Linked DNA regions of Mus musculus: region 2 is linked to region 1. Evidence: chromatin contacts called from public promoter capture Hi-C data. All regions are on one chromosome and are shown on one strand. Each heading gives the region's core, a stretch centred on a gene start, on an enhancer-like site or on the middle of the called end of the contact. The rest is flanking DNA. Distances are from core to core; before and after follow the strand shown.

What was found. Capture Hi-C pulls out chosen DNA fragments and counts their contacts.
Region 2: a promoter capture Hi-C map of liver shows a contact between it and region 1. The contact joins the promoter of Naip5 here to the promoter of Serf1 in region 1. A contact is called at or near these places in 2 of 115 datasets of contacts at active chromatin or transcription factors (bone marrow-derived macrophages and epiblast stem cells) and 1 of 9 other capture datasets (liver).

The regions. Positions count from the first base shown.
Region 1 is chr13:100,106,092-100,112,478 of GRCm38.p6, reverse strand. Serf1 (small EDRK-rich factor 1) reads right to left here and starts at 4,460. Exons shown (of 3, transcript NM_011353.2): 1 at 4,250-4,460; 2 at 3,348-3,456. The coding sequence starts at 4,256.
Region 2 is chr13:100,242,243-100,248,736 of GRCm38.p6, reverse strand. It overlaps Naip5 (NLR family, apoptosis inhibitory protein 5), which reads left to right and starts at 1,401. Exons shown (of 15, transcript NM_010870.2): 1 at 1,401-1,489; 2 at 2,414-3,105; 3 at 3,546-3,645; 4 at 5,875-5,956. The coding sequence starts at 2,538.

The DNA.
Region 1 (6,387 bases), core at 3,211-5,710:
GGCTGCTCAGGGTCCTACCTAGATAGGTGGGGTCAAGGCAGGTGCTGCATTTAGAACTGTGTCTGACTCATTTCAGGATCACTGAGCTAACAGAAACTGAAGGCAAGCTCCTTGCTGTATTAGTAAAGTCACTGGGGCTGTGGAGGTGTCTTAGTTATTAAAGTTCCTGCTGTGCAAGCACCAGGCTCTCAGTTTAGAACCTCCACAAAATTCACATAAAAAGCAGGGCACGGTGGTCTGCATCTAACCTCAGTGCTGGAAGGGCGGGGCTTAGACAGGTAGATCAGTCTGCCAATCTAGCCAGAGGGATGAGCTTCTTATTTAGTGAGAGATGCTGTCAAAAATACAAGGTGGAGAGTGATGGGGGAAAAGACACTTGCTACCAACCTCTGGCCTCTACATTCCCTCACACACACGTGTGTACACTTATAATTACTTGAAGCACGCATTCATGCATGCATGCACACACACACACACACACACACACACACGCACACGCACACACATACATATAAACACAATGACTATCATAAAGGAAAGGAAAGCCGGGCGTGGTGGCACACGCCTTTAATCCCAGCACTTGGGAGGCAGAGGCAGGCGGATTTCTAAGTTCGAGGCCAGCCTGGTCTACAGAGTGAGTTCCAGGACAGTCTGGGCTATACAGAGAAACCCTGCCTGGAAATAAATAAATAAATAAATAAATAAAGGAAAAGAAAGTGATACTTAAGGTGTGGAGGTTTCTGTGACTACCAAGGCGAGCAAAGTTAACAACTGTGTGAGATAAAAAGGCCAGTGTCAGTTCAAACTTTGAGAATTTACAACTGGGTAAATCTAGGCATATTTAAGTCAGCACCATCTGGAAAAAAGTTTCCTGGTGATAATTAACTCAGTCCCATGTACACAACAAAGCTTAAGAGCTGTCTACATTAAAACTCTTAGCAGCCGGGCGGTGGTGGCGCACACCTTTAATCCCAGCACTTGGGAGGCAGAGGCAGGCAGATTTCTGAGTTCGAGGCCAGCCTGGTCTACAAAATGAGTTCCAGGACAGCCAGGGCTACACAGAGAAACCCTGTCTCAAAAAAACAAAAAAACAAACCCTTTTAGGAAAGTACAAATGGCATTTTCCATAAAGATAGGTTATATAGATTAACCACTGAAACTGGCTCAAGGTGAACCAGCTCATGAAAAGGGTCTAGAGGATAAAGCTACAATGTTACTGAGACAAACAAGCTCAAGATAAGTGGGGGCGGGGGAGCCACTGTGTCCGGGCCACACATACAGCACAAAGGTCAGCAGTCCATTCACAGCCTCTGAGTGGAAAATGATTTATACATCTCTTCCTTCGACGAGACACCCTGTGTTTAACATTCCCGTTTCCCCAGTGCTTATCTGTGAGCACAAGGACCTGCATACCTCCTACATTAAGGACTTGATCTCATTGATTAAGAGGACTCCACTGTGGTCTAACATACACGGAGAGTTACGATTTATTTCGTGTGCTTTGTAGGGGAGGAGAGAAAGAGCAGGGCCAAGTTCGGAGCCTTATATATGTTAGGCAAAGGCTCGACCAGATGGCAAGTTTCACTTCCAGCCCTAGCACGCGCCCATAAGCACAGAAGGTCTCACTAAATCGGTTGTCCTTAAACTTGAACTTGATATGAACTGAGGATGACCTTGGACTTCTGATCTCTCTGCAGTTAACGTATTCTTCTCTTCAATGACAAGTCTCATCTGAAAACAATTGAGTGCTGGCTTTAGTAGTCATCAGAGTCCAAGGTGATGCCCACGTAAAGGACTGAGACCAGTGCTAAGCTACATTGAAGCATCCCTAAGCTCCAAGTTCTGTATGAACAATGGAATCTCACGTTAGAACATGTGTGATTCAGTGATAGGGTTAAAAGGTCCTAGGTTAAATTCCCAGAACGTGAAGTATATTGTAAACTTGAGGATAACTCGAACCTTTTCCAGCACAGGGGAGTAAAGACAAGAGCCCAGGCGTGTGAGGTACATGACACTAAGACACATCTCCAGCCTGCTTGGCCTCATGGGGCTTGTAAAGAGGGTGAGATGCATATGCCCAGCCTCCCAGGTTTCTTATTCTATGTCATGATAGAACTTATAACTTGGAACTACATTTCTGTTGTGTATGCGTGGTCCTGGGGATTGAACTGGCAGCTCCAGTGTGCAAAGCATGTAATGTAACCCTGAACTCTGCCTCCAAGCTCTCTGTTCCCCTTTGGAACATGATAATCTGCAACCGCATTTAAGAGTTTTAAGATTTTGCTTGGGCCAAGAAAACACACAGATACACAGTCTCAGTCTCTTTCTTTCTCTTTCTCTCTCTCTTCATCTCTCTCTCCTCTCTCTCTCTCTCTCTCTCTCTCTCTCTCTCTCTCTCACACACACACACACACAGGCAAAATGAATTTAAAAAAAAAAGTTAAAGCATGCCAGGCGCTGGTGGCACACACACCTTTAAGATCCCAGCACTTGGGAGGCAGAGGCAGAGGCAGAGGCAGGTGGATTTCTGAGTTCAAGGCCAGTCTGGTCTACAGAGTGAGTTCCAGGGCTATACAGAGAAACCCTGTCTCGAAAAAAAAAAACCAAAAAAAAAAAAAAAAAAGTCAAAGCGATTATCTTTCTTTGAGACAGTATCTTGTCACGTAGTGCAGGCTGGCCTCAAACTCCTGATTCTCTTGCATCTGCCCCGAGTCCTAGGATGACAACTTATTAGCATTGCCCAGGGCATTAAAGTGTGTCTGTGGCAGTTACTTGCCATAGGAAATGATCTGAAGTGCTACAGATGTTAGGCAAGTGTTCTCTATTGCTGAGCTACGTCCCTACTTTTTAAAGACAAGGTCTTGTCTGTAGGTCTCTTTAGCCTGTGCTGGCCTGAGTAGCATAACATCTTCTAAGAATCTGGTGTCCAAACACTTTCTCCATCCCCAATGGACTCCTGAAGCCCATAATTGATTTTTGACACTCATCTCTTTCATTAAGAGGCTTGGGCCAAGCTGTCAGTTTTGGAAACATTGTATCCCATTCATGCAACAGTGTTTACATATAGAGGATGTTTGTTACTTTCTACAATAAAGTTCTCACAGTTTGTAGTTGCTGTAAGAGTGTTTCTGCAGACATGATAGTTTCAGGGCGTGGCATTCTTCAGCCATAGGATAGGACAATAACTACAATGCATGGTTTCAGTGTTCTTACACAGACACACAGTGTTAACCCTGAACTGTAGGCAAGGCTCAGTTCCAGGAAGGGTTTAAACACGTTCTTCACTCATTCTGAAAATACCGCAGTCAAACGGCCACTGACTTAAACATTCTATTAGCACTACTCACCTCTGCTTTCTCTGAGAGGCAGTCAAGCTGTCCTCTTTTCTTTTCCCTTTGCTAATTTCCTGGGTCTTTTTCATGTTTTTCTGTCGGGCAATTTCTCTTTGATTTCCACCTACAATGATAAACAGGCATGCTTTTTTCCCACCCTCAACAATATGAATACTTAATAGTAAAGAGTCCTTCGTTATAGGAGCCTTAAAGTTTTATTTTTATCAGCAAGAAAGCAGAGTATCTTTAGTTATTCCCAGATTGACCAGGGGGTAGCTTAGGAAGAAACACTCGAGAAGTTAAGTATATTACCACAACAGCATAGGTGTCAAGTAACGCCGCCTTTGCGCCCAGCACTCGGGAGGCAGAAGCAGGCAAGATCTCTGAATTTGAGATTTGAGGTCAGTCTGGTTTACAGACTGAGTTCCAGGACAGCCAGGGGTATACAACAAAACCCTTCTCGAAAACCAAAACAAAAATTAAATTATATATATCTCCATCTCCATCCCAGTGGTTGTGTACACAGGCCTCACTCAAAAATAAGTTCTGGCTTTGATAGGTGTGTGAAGATCCAGTTTGGCTGTTAAAGCCAGCAGAGGCTGAGCTCAAGGAAAGGTACCTTCGAGGACAAAAGAGCTGGAGGGCACCCTGGGCTTCCAGACCTCAGGCGCCCGCTACGTCTCAGCGGACTGGTCCCGCTGGGCAGCCGCCCACGCTCCCGGTGGGCGCGGTCCTCACGCACACCCGCACCTAGGAGGCGGGCACCTGTCCCACCTGGAGCCCGCGTCCCGCCCGCCACAAGCACGAGGTGGCGTTTGCGTCTCTTCCTCCTCCCAGCCAGCTCCCGCTCCTCCCCCGGCCGCTCGGCGCCGTCCCTCCCCGAGCCTCCGCGTCTTTCCAACCGCCCGCAGACTCACGGGCCATGCTGTCCACCGGCCGGAGACTGGAAGACAGCGACCTGGAGAAGCAAACGGCGGCTTTGCACGCTCAGCCGTTGCCGCCGGGCGCTGAAGAAGGCTGAGCCCCACAAGGGCCCTCGATGTGGCGACGCCTCGCTCGGCCAGCCAGCCGCCCCGCCCACCGACCCACAACAGCCGCGGCGTGGCCGGTGAGCCACTGCGCGTGCGCGGTCCCCACGCCCCACCGCCCCGCGCGTCCCTTGTCAGCGAGGCGTCCGCGCGCGCACTCGCCTCCTTACTTAGCAGCCTTACCCTGAAGGTGGGCTTTACGTTCCTCATCTGGCAGAAAAGACCTAACAAGGACAGAAGGGTGGATTTCGCGCGGGCTCCAAGCCTGCTCATTGCACCTTTCTTCCGGTGCCCTCCGGATGGACAGAACTTTAGCTCTAAGCTCAGGCTCTGTGGTTGAACGGGAGCCAAAGTCGCCCAGAATAACTTTATAATCTACATAAGAGCTGAAACAAGTCAGAATGCTTGCATAGGGCTGAGGGGTGTGGCTCATGGGGGTAGGGGATGCTTGCCTATCTTGAGGGACACCCTGAGTCCCACCCCCTCCCTGGGTTGCATTTCTTGAGCTGAGACTTACTTTCTTGCCTGTCCACTATTACAAACTGAGATAGTCTGGACACCGAATTTGCCTGGGTATTTTTAAGAGTTTTATTGTGGAATATTTTTAAAACATACAAAAGTATAGATGATGCTACGGTGTACTCCAACTGTCCGTGTTAACGTGACCTAGTTTAGAGAAAAAGCATCAAGAGACGGAATGTCTGGACTGAAAGTGCAGTCCTAATGGAAACGGATGTATAAAAGTTGGGGTCATAGACAGATGCACTTAGCACTTAAAACGGGCAGAACGCATAGAAACAAACACTTATCTATGACTAATTGGCTATTCTGGGTCTTTTGTTGTTCCATATCAAATAGAGAATTTTCTTCCTACTTATGTGAAGAATGTGATGAGGATGTTGATTGTGATTTCATTGAATCTGTAAGTTGTTTTGGTAGAAAGGTCTTTTTTTCAAAATATTAATTCTACCAAGGTATACACTTGGGAGGTCTTCAAATTCGAGTATGTTTCTTAAACTCTTTCTTCACACATTTAAAGTTTTCATTGTAGAGGGTTTTTTTTAAAACTCTTTTGTTATGTATATTCTAAATATTTTATTTTATTTGAGAGACTGGGAAGAGGAGCGTGCCATGATCTCTTTCTCAGCATGCTTGTTACTCATATGTATTAAGACTGGTAAACTTTGTAAGTCAATTATGTATCATAACACTTTGCTGAAATTACTGAAAATTTCTATATTTTTTCTAGTCAAATTTTGGGAACATTGGGTATAAGATAATATAATCTTCAATTGAAAATAAAAAAATATATGTATAAAATCTATTTTATATGTATAGGTGTTTTGACTGAATGTATATCTGAAATTATGTTTTCTGAGTTCTCAAGTTACAAGGATGTACACCATGCACACAGAGTACATTGAGAGTTTCTGCCAGAGGACCAGGAGTGTGCCTTTCATTTCAGAGGAAGAGGCAGATAGGTCTTGGTGAATTCCTAGTCTACACACCAAGCAGAGTTCCAGGACAGCCAAGGCTGCTTAATGAGATCTTGACTCTGTCTTCAGAGATCCTGAAGGACATGGCAAACGCTGGAGAAAACTAGACTATTGTTTGCTTGGGTTTTTTTTTTTTTTAGTGTGTGTGTGTGTGTGTGTGTGTGTGTTGGCTCCCCTGGAGCTGGACTGAGAGGCATTTGTGAACTAGCTGCCATGGTCACTGGGATGCAAATTCTGGTCCTCATGATGGAATGCAAGTGCTTAACTGCTGAACCATGTCACCAGCCTCCAAATTGTAGAATTTTAAAATTACTGGTGACACTAACAACTTACTTCACAAACTTGTGTAACACCTGTCTTGTGATGTATTTAAGTAAAAGTAAAAGTTACTTTGTTGCAAGAGCTGGAGAGATGACTCAGCAGTAAGGAGCAATTGTTATTCAGCACCTACAGAGTGGCTCACAACCATCTATAACATCAGTACAGGGGAATCTGATGCTGTCTTCTCATCGTCCTAAGGCCCCCACTGCC
Region 2 (6,494 bases), core at 152-2,651, 140 kb before region 1:
TCCAGAAATTCAAATAACCCCATTAAAAATGGGGTACAGAACTAAACAATGAATTCTCAAGTGAGGAATACCGAAGGCCTGAGAAGCACCTGAAAAAAATGTTCAACATCCTTAATCATCAGGGAAATGCAAATCAAAACAACCTTGAGATTACAACTCACTCCAGTCAGAATGGCTAAGATCAAAAATTCATGTGACAACAGATGCTGACAAGGATGTGGAGAAAGAGGAACACTCCTCCACTGCTGGTGGGATTGCAAGCTTGTTCAACCACTCTGGAAATCAGTCTAGCAGTTCCTCAGAAAATTGGACATAGTACTACCAGAAGATCCAGCAATACCTCTCCTGGGCATAGACCCAGAAGATGTTCCAACTGGTAATAAGGACACAGGCTCCACTATGTTCATAGCAGTCTTATTTATAATAGCCAGAAGCTGGAAAGAACCCAGCTGTCCCTCAACAGAGGAATGGATACAAAAAAATGTGGTACATTTACACAACAGAGTGCTACTCAGCTATTAAAAACAACGAATTTATGAAATTCTTGGGCAAATGGATGTATCTGGAGGATATCCTCCTTAGTGAGGTAACGCAATCACAAAAGAAGTCACTTGATATGCACTCACTGTTAAGTGGATATTAGCCCAGAAACTTAGAAAACTGAAGATACAATTTGCAAAACACAAGAAAATCAAGAAGAACGAAGACCAAAGTGTGGAAACTTCATTCCTCCTTATAATAGGGAACAAAACAACCAGGGAAGAAGTTACAGAGACAAAGTTTGGAGCTAGGACAAAAGGATGGACCATCCAGAGACTACTCCACCAGGGGATCCATCCCATAATCAGCCTCCAAACCCAGACAGCCATATGCCAGGAAGATTTTGCTGAAAGGACCCTGTAATAGCTATCTCCAGTGAGGCTATGCCAGTGTCTGGCAAATACAGAAGTGGATGCTCACAGTCATCTATAGAATGGAACACAGGGCCCCCAAAGGAGGAGCTAGAGAAATTACCCAAGGAGCTGAAGGGGTCTGCAACCCTAGAGGTGGAACAACAATATGAACTAACCAGTACCCCCAGAGCTTGTGTCTCTAGCTGCATATGTAACAGAAGATGGCCTAGTCAGCCATCATTGGGAAGAGAGGCCCCTAGGTCTTGCAAACTTTATATGCCCCAGTACAGGGGAACTCCAGGGACAAGAGGTGGGAGTGGGTGGGTAGGGGAGCAGGGCAGGGGGGGGGGTATAGGGAACTTTTGGGATAGCATTTGAAATGTAAATAAGGAAAATATCTAATAATAATAATAAAAAGAGTTTGGATCCTTTAAGAGGCGGGGCATGGTGAAGGGAGTGGACCACTGGAGACTCTATAGCCTGGTGCCACTTCCTATTTGCTTTCACTGCCCCCTTGCTGCTGATGCTCTGTGACCAGCTGGCTTCCTGATCCTGCCAAGCCTTCCATGCCACCTTGAGATACAGATCTTCAGAGTGTAAGCCAGAATAAGCCTTCTCTTCTGTGAACTGCTTTTGTCAGGGTTATTTTATCCCAGCAACAGAAAAGGTAACTCCAGGCTGTGCGAGGGGAAATGAAAGTAACTAAGCCTAGCCTTAGTCTGTCAAGGCAGGGCCAGCCCCTTCTCTACAGGGAAGGAGCAGGAAGCTAGCGTTGGGTAACTGTGTCTATAGATAAGAACATGACCTTTGTCTCACAATTACAAAGGAGACTGTAAGTGTGTATGTCAGGGACGGCAGGGATGCATCAGGACACAAGGGTAGAAATAACTAGTCAAAGCGCTGAGGAGCCTGGGGGTTGACAGAACTCCAGGCAACCATTGCTGGGAGGGGTTGTACAGTCATGAGAACTCTTTACTGTGCATTGGTGGCATCAAATGTGTCAGCACTGCAAGATGGAACCCTCCTCTAGGTGTTATATGAAAGAGTATGCTTTGTTTGAAAGTCTCATTTTAGTTAGGTATGGCACATACCTGCTAATCCCAGAACCTGGAGGGCAGAAACAGGAATTGTTTCCATCAGATTGATTGGGTGTATGCAGTAACAGGGGTGGCGGTGGGGGTGCGGTGACATTTTTCTTGGTTGGAAATTGATGAGAGAGGGCAGTGGTGCGACCCCTGGGCTAAGTGTGGCATCCTGGCACAAACCTTTAATCCCAGCATTCCGGAGGCAGAGGCAGGAAAATCTCTGAATTTGATGCCTCCCTGATCTACAGAATGAGTTCCAGGATAGCCAGGGCCACACAGAGAAAGCTTGCCTTGAAAACCAAAATAAATAGATAATTAAAACCAGAAAGAAAGCAAGGTAAGAAACCACAGAGAGTAAGCCTGTGAGCAGCATCCTTCCACAATCTCTGCACTAGCTCTTGCCTCCAGTTCTTCCAGCCTTGACTTCCCTTGCAGATGAACCACGCTTGGGAGGAGAAATAAACCCCACCCCCTGTGAAGCTTTGGTCATTGTGCTCATCATAAGAACATGAGAGCTGCCTCGAACACCCAACAACTGCTCACCTTTCCCCTTTAGAAAATGGCTGAGCATGGGGAGTCCTCCGAGGATCGGATTTCTGAGATTGATTATGAATTTCTCCCCGAGCTCTCTGCTCTTCTCGGGGTGGATGCATTTCAGGTGGCAAAGAGCCAAGAAGAAGAAGAGCATAAAGAACGGATGAAAATGAAGAAAGGTTTTAACTCACAGATGCGCAGTGAAGCCAAACGACTAAAGACCTTTGAGACCTATGACACGTTCAGATCATGGACGCCACAGGAGATGGCAGCTGCTGGGTTTTACCACACAGGGGTGAGACTTGGCGTTCAGTGCTTTTGCTGTAGCTTGATCCTCTTTGGTAACAGCCTCAGGAAGCTTCCCATAGAGAGACACAAGAAATTACGTCCGGAATGTGAGTTCCTTCAGGGCAAAGATGTTGGTAACATTGGCAAGTATGACATCCGGGTGAAGAGGCCAGAGAAGATGCTGAGAGGTGGCAAAGCCAGGTACCATGAAGAGGAGGCCAGACTGGAGTCCTTTGAGGACTGGCCATTTTATGCCCATGGGACATCACCACGTGTACTCTCAGCAGCTGGCTTTGTCTTTACAGGTAAGTGGATTCCATTTTGTGAGGCATTTCTGAGGTATTTAAAGTTTAGGTTCCATTTTGTGAGCAATATTTTGTAAATGAGCATTCACTGATGAAGAGTGTTATATTAGACATAAGATGTAGTTCATTAAATTTTAAGTGTAACAATTTTCCTTCTGCTTTAATATATATTTAGTGTAGCATTATTGGTTTGCTATATATCTATACATATACACACACATGCAGCCATGTATTTGCCTGTGTATTAAAGTAAAATGTAACTTTTCTTCAAATATAGACCTTAAATGTACCAGCAGTGGGCTGAGGGTATGGCTGAGTGCTACATAGCCCCTACATAGAACAGGCATGCTGGAGTCTGTCTTGTTCTGATGCAGTATAGCCAGCTCCAATACACAGCTGGTGCCATTGCCCGCCAGTCACACCCTTTCCTGCATCTGTAGGTAAAAGGGACACTGTGCAGTGTTTCTCCTGTGGCGGAAGCTTGGGCAACTGGGAAGAAGGAGATGACCCCTGGAAGGAGCATGCCAAGTGGTTCCCCAAGTGAGCTTCAACTGCTTTATTCTTAAAGTGTCCCACTTAAATGCTTTAAATGATTTATGCTACATGTGCACACAAAAGCATGCACTCGAGCGTGTGTGTGTGTGTGTGTGTGTGTGTGTGTGTGAGTGAGTGTGTGTGTGTGTGTGTGTGTGTGTGTGAGTGTGTGTGTGTACCACAGATCCCAAAAGAGGGCATCAGAGCTCCCGCATATGGGGTTACAGATGCTTGTGAACTGTTATGTGGGTTTTTAGAACCCACCTCAGTTCCTGTGGAAGAACAGCTGCTATTGCTCTAAACCACAGGAGTCACCACTCCAACTTTAGCCAATTTCATGGTTTTGGTTTGTTTGTTTGTTTGCTTGTTTGTTTAATTTTATGTTCATTGGTGTCTTGCCCACATGTCTGTGTTGGTGTGTCAGAAGCCCTGGAATTGGAGTTAGAGACTGGTGTGAGCTGCCATGTGGGTGCTGGGAATTGAACCCAGGTCCTCTGGAAGAGCAGCCACTGCTCTTAACTTCTGAGTTGTCTCTCCCAGCCCTCAGGGTCAGGTTTTTAAAAAGCAAAACAAAACTAGAGACCAAAGGGCCACATTCTTGGGAGCTTCTCTTTGAGATTTATAACTTTCCCTTACTTGAATTAGGATAACTCAAGATCTTCTCAAGCAAGACTTTGTCAAAGTGTGAAAATTCTGAATCACTTGAACTTAAACAGCTCCCCCAACCTTAGTTAATATCTTATATAGATGTGTGTGTGTGATGAATCTAGTGTGTGTTTGTATGGAGAGTATATGTGTATGTACATGTGTGGGCTTAGGAAGCCGAAGGCTGATGGAGGAGGGCATTTTCCTGATCATTTTCCCCTCATTTTTTAAAACCTCAAACCATTTTTGTTGACACAGTAACACAATATTCTTGCCTACCTGACTCCACCCTCCCACTTACACACACACACACACACACACACACACACACACACACACACACACACACACACACTAGTCCTCTGTCCCTTCCTAGATCAGCCTGAGATGAACAGCTGGTGATGCCACCTGAGACTGTGTTGAGGTCCTGGCCCCTGCTGCTGCTAAAGTCTGAGGCCTGGAGCCATTTGGAGTCTGAGGGCTGTGTAGAGCTGGCCTCATATGTCACTAACTGCTGCACTTGAGAGAGCTGTCCTTGTCTCTGCCTGGCTAGGGCACTAGGGAGAGCAGCCTGGCACTGCTCTCAAGAAGCACAGTAGAGCTGACCTTGGTTTCATGGGTTGTGGATGAGCCAGCTCCAAGGGCATGAGCTTGGGAGTGCTGGCCTCACCCCTCACTGGCCATATGATAGTGTGGGGTCTCAGGTAAGATGCCCCCTCCCATCCACTCCTTGCTGCCTGGGGCAGGCTGGAGAGCTGGCCCTACTCCTAACCTGGGTAGCATGGGAGAGCTGACCCTGAGGTCATGAGAATGGGAGAGCAGTCCCTGCCCCTCACTGGCTGCAGCATGTGAGAGTGGGCCCTGCACATAGCCTGGGCAGCACGGTAGAGCTGGCCCTGAGGATGTGTGAGAGCAGAAAAGCTGGCCCTGCCCCTTGCATTGGGTGGGCTAGCCAGGGCAGTGTTGGGGATCTCACCTTGGTGATGTGGGTGCAGGAGATCTGGCAGGCTAACCACCTGGCTCAGCTAGCACCCACTCCCAGATCCAGGGCTTTGAGTTGGTCCAACCCAACATCTATTCCATCTGTGAACTTCTGAAGTATGTGAAGGGGCTGGTTCTGCAGGTCCAAGGCTGCAGGATCTCCACGGCACAGAGCAATACCACAATATCCCTGAGGAATCCTGGTGAGGATCTAGTACTCACAGTGTAGCAGTACTTGAAACAGACCAATGGCTCCTTACAGTGAACATTTGCAAGGAAAGATGTGTGGACTACAGGGCACACTATGGGACACACTGTGACATATCACAGCTTCCACAACAAGCTTTTGTTTTCATTTTATTTTTTGATTTTCTCTTAGGAGGGCAGTTGCAAGGGCAGTTACAAAGGGATAGGGACATATGTGGGATTGGGGTATATGATTTAATATTCACAAAGAATCCATAAAAAGTTAACAAAAGTACATCAAATAAAAAGTTTTAAAAGTAAAAATGTCCAAAAATGATTAACACATTAAAAAAATATACATTGTGATAGAGGACATGTCTATTACACTATTGGGAAAATGGTCAATTGTGCTTTTTGTTACAGATGTGAATTTCTTCAAAGTAAGAAATCCTCAGAGGAAATTGCCCAGTATATTCAAAGCTACGAGGGATTTGTTCATGTAACGGTAATTTACAACAGCCAACTTTTTCCAAAATCTTCTTACTGCCTAATGTCTGAGGTGAGGTATTTTGTTTGTTTATTTTTAAGATTTATTTTATGTATATAAGTATATAGTAGCTGTCTTCAGGCACAACAGAAGAGGGCATCAGATCCCATTGCAGATGGTTGTGAGCCACCTTGTGGTTGCTGGGAATTGAACTCAGAACCTCTGGGAGAGCAGTCAGTGCTCTTAGCTTCTGAGCCATGTCTCCAACCCCCAAATGTTTTTGTTTTTGTTTTTATGGTTTCTGTGACTTTCTTCCTTTCTCCTTCATCCTTCTGCCTCTTACCCACAGAGTGTGGGAAGGTTAGCCCATTGTCTTGCTAAGCTAGAATCTTCTAGTTTTGTGTTGTTCTGTTTTGTTTTCTGGCTGGCTTTGGACTGGTTCTGCCTGCCTTTTGCTGAGAACATGGTGTGAAAAATCAGGAAAGAGGGCTCTTCTTCAGGAAAAAACAAAAATAAAAATAAAATAAAACACACACACACACACACACACACACAC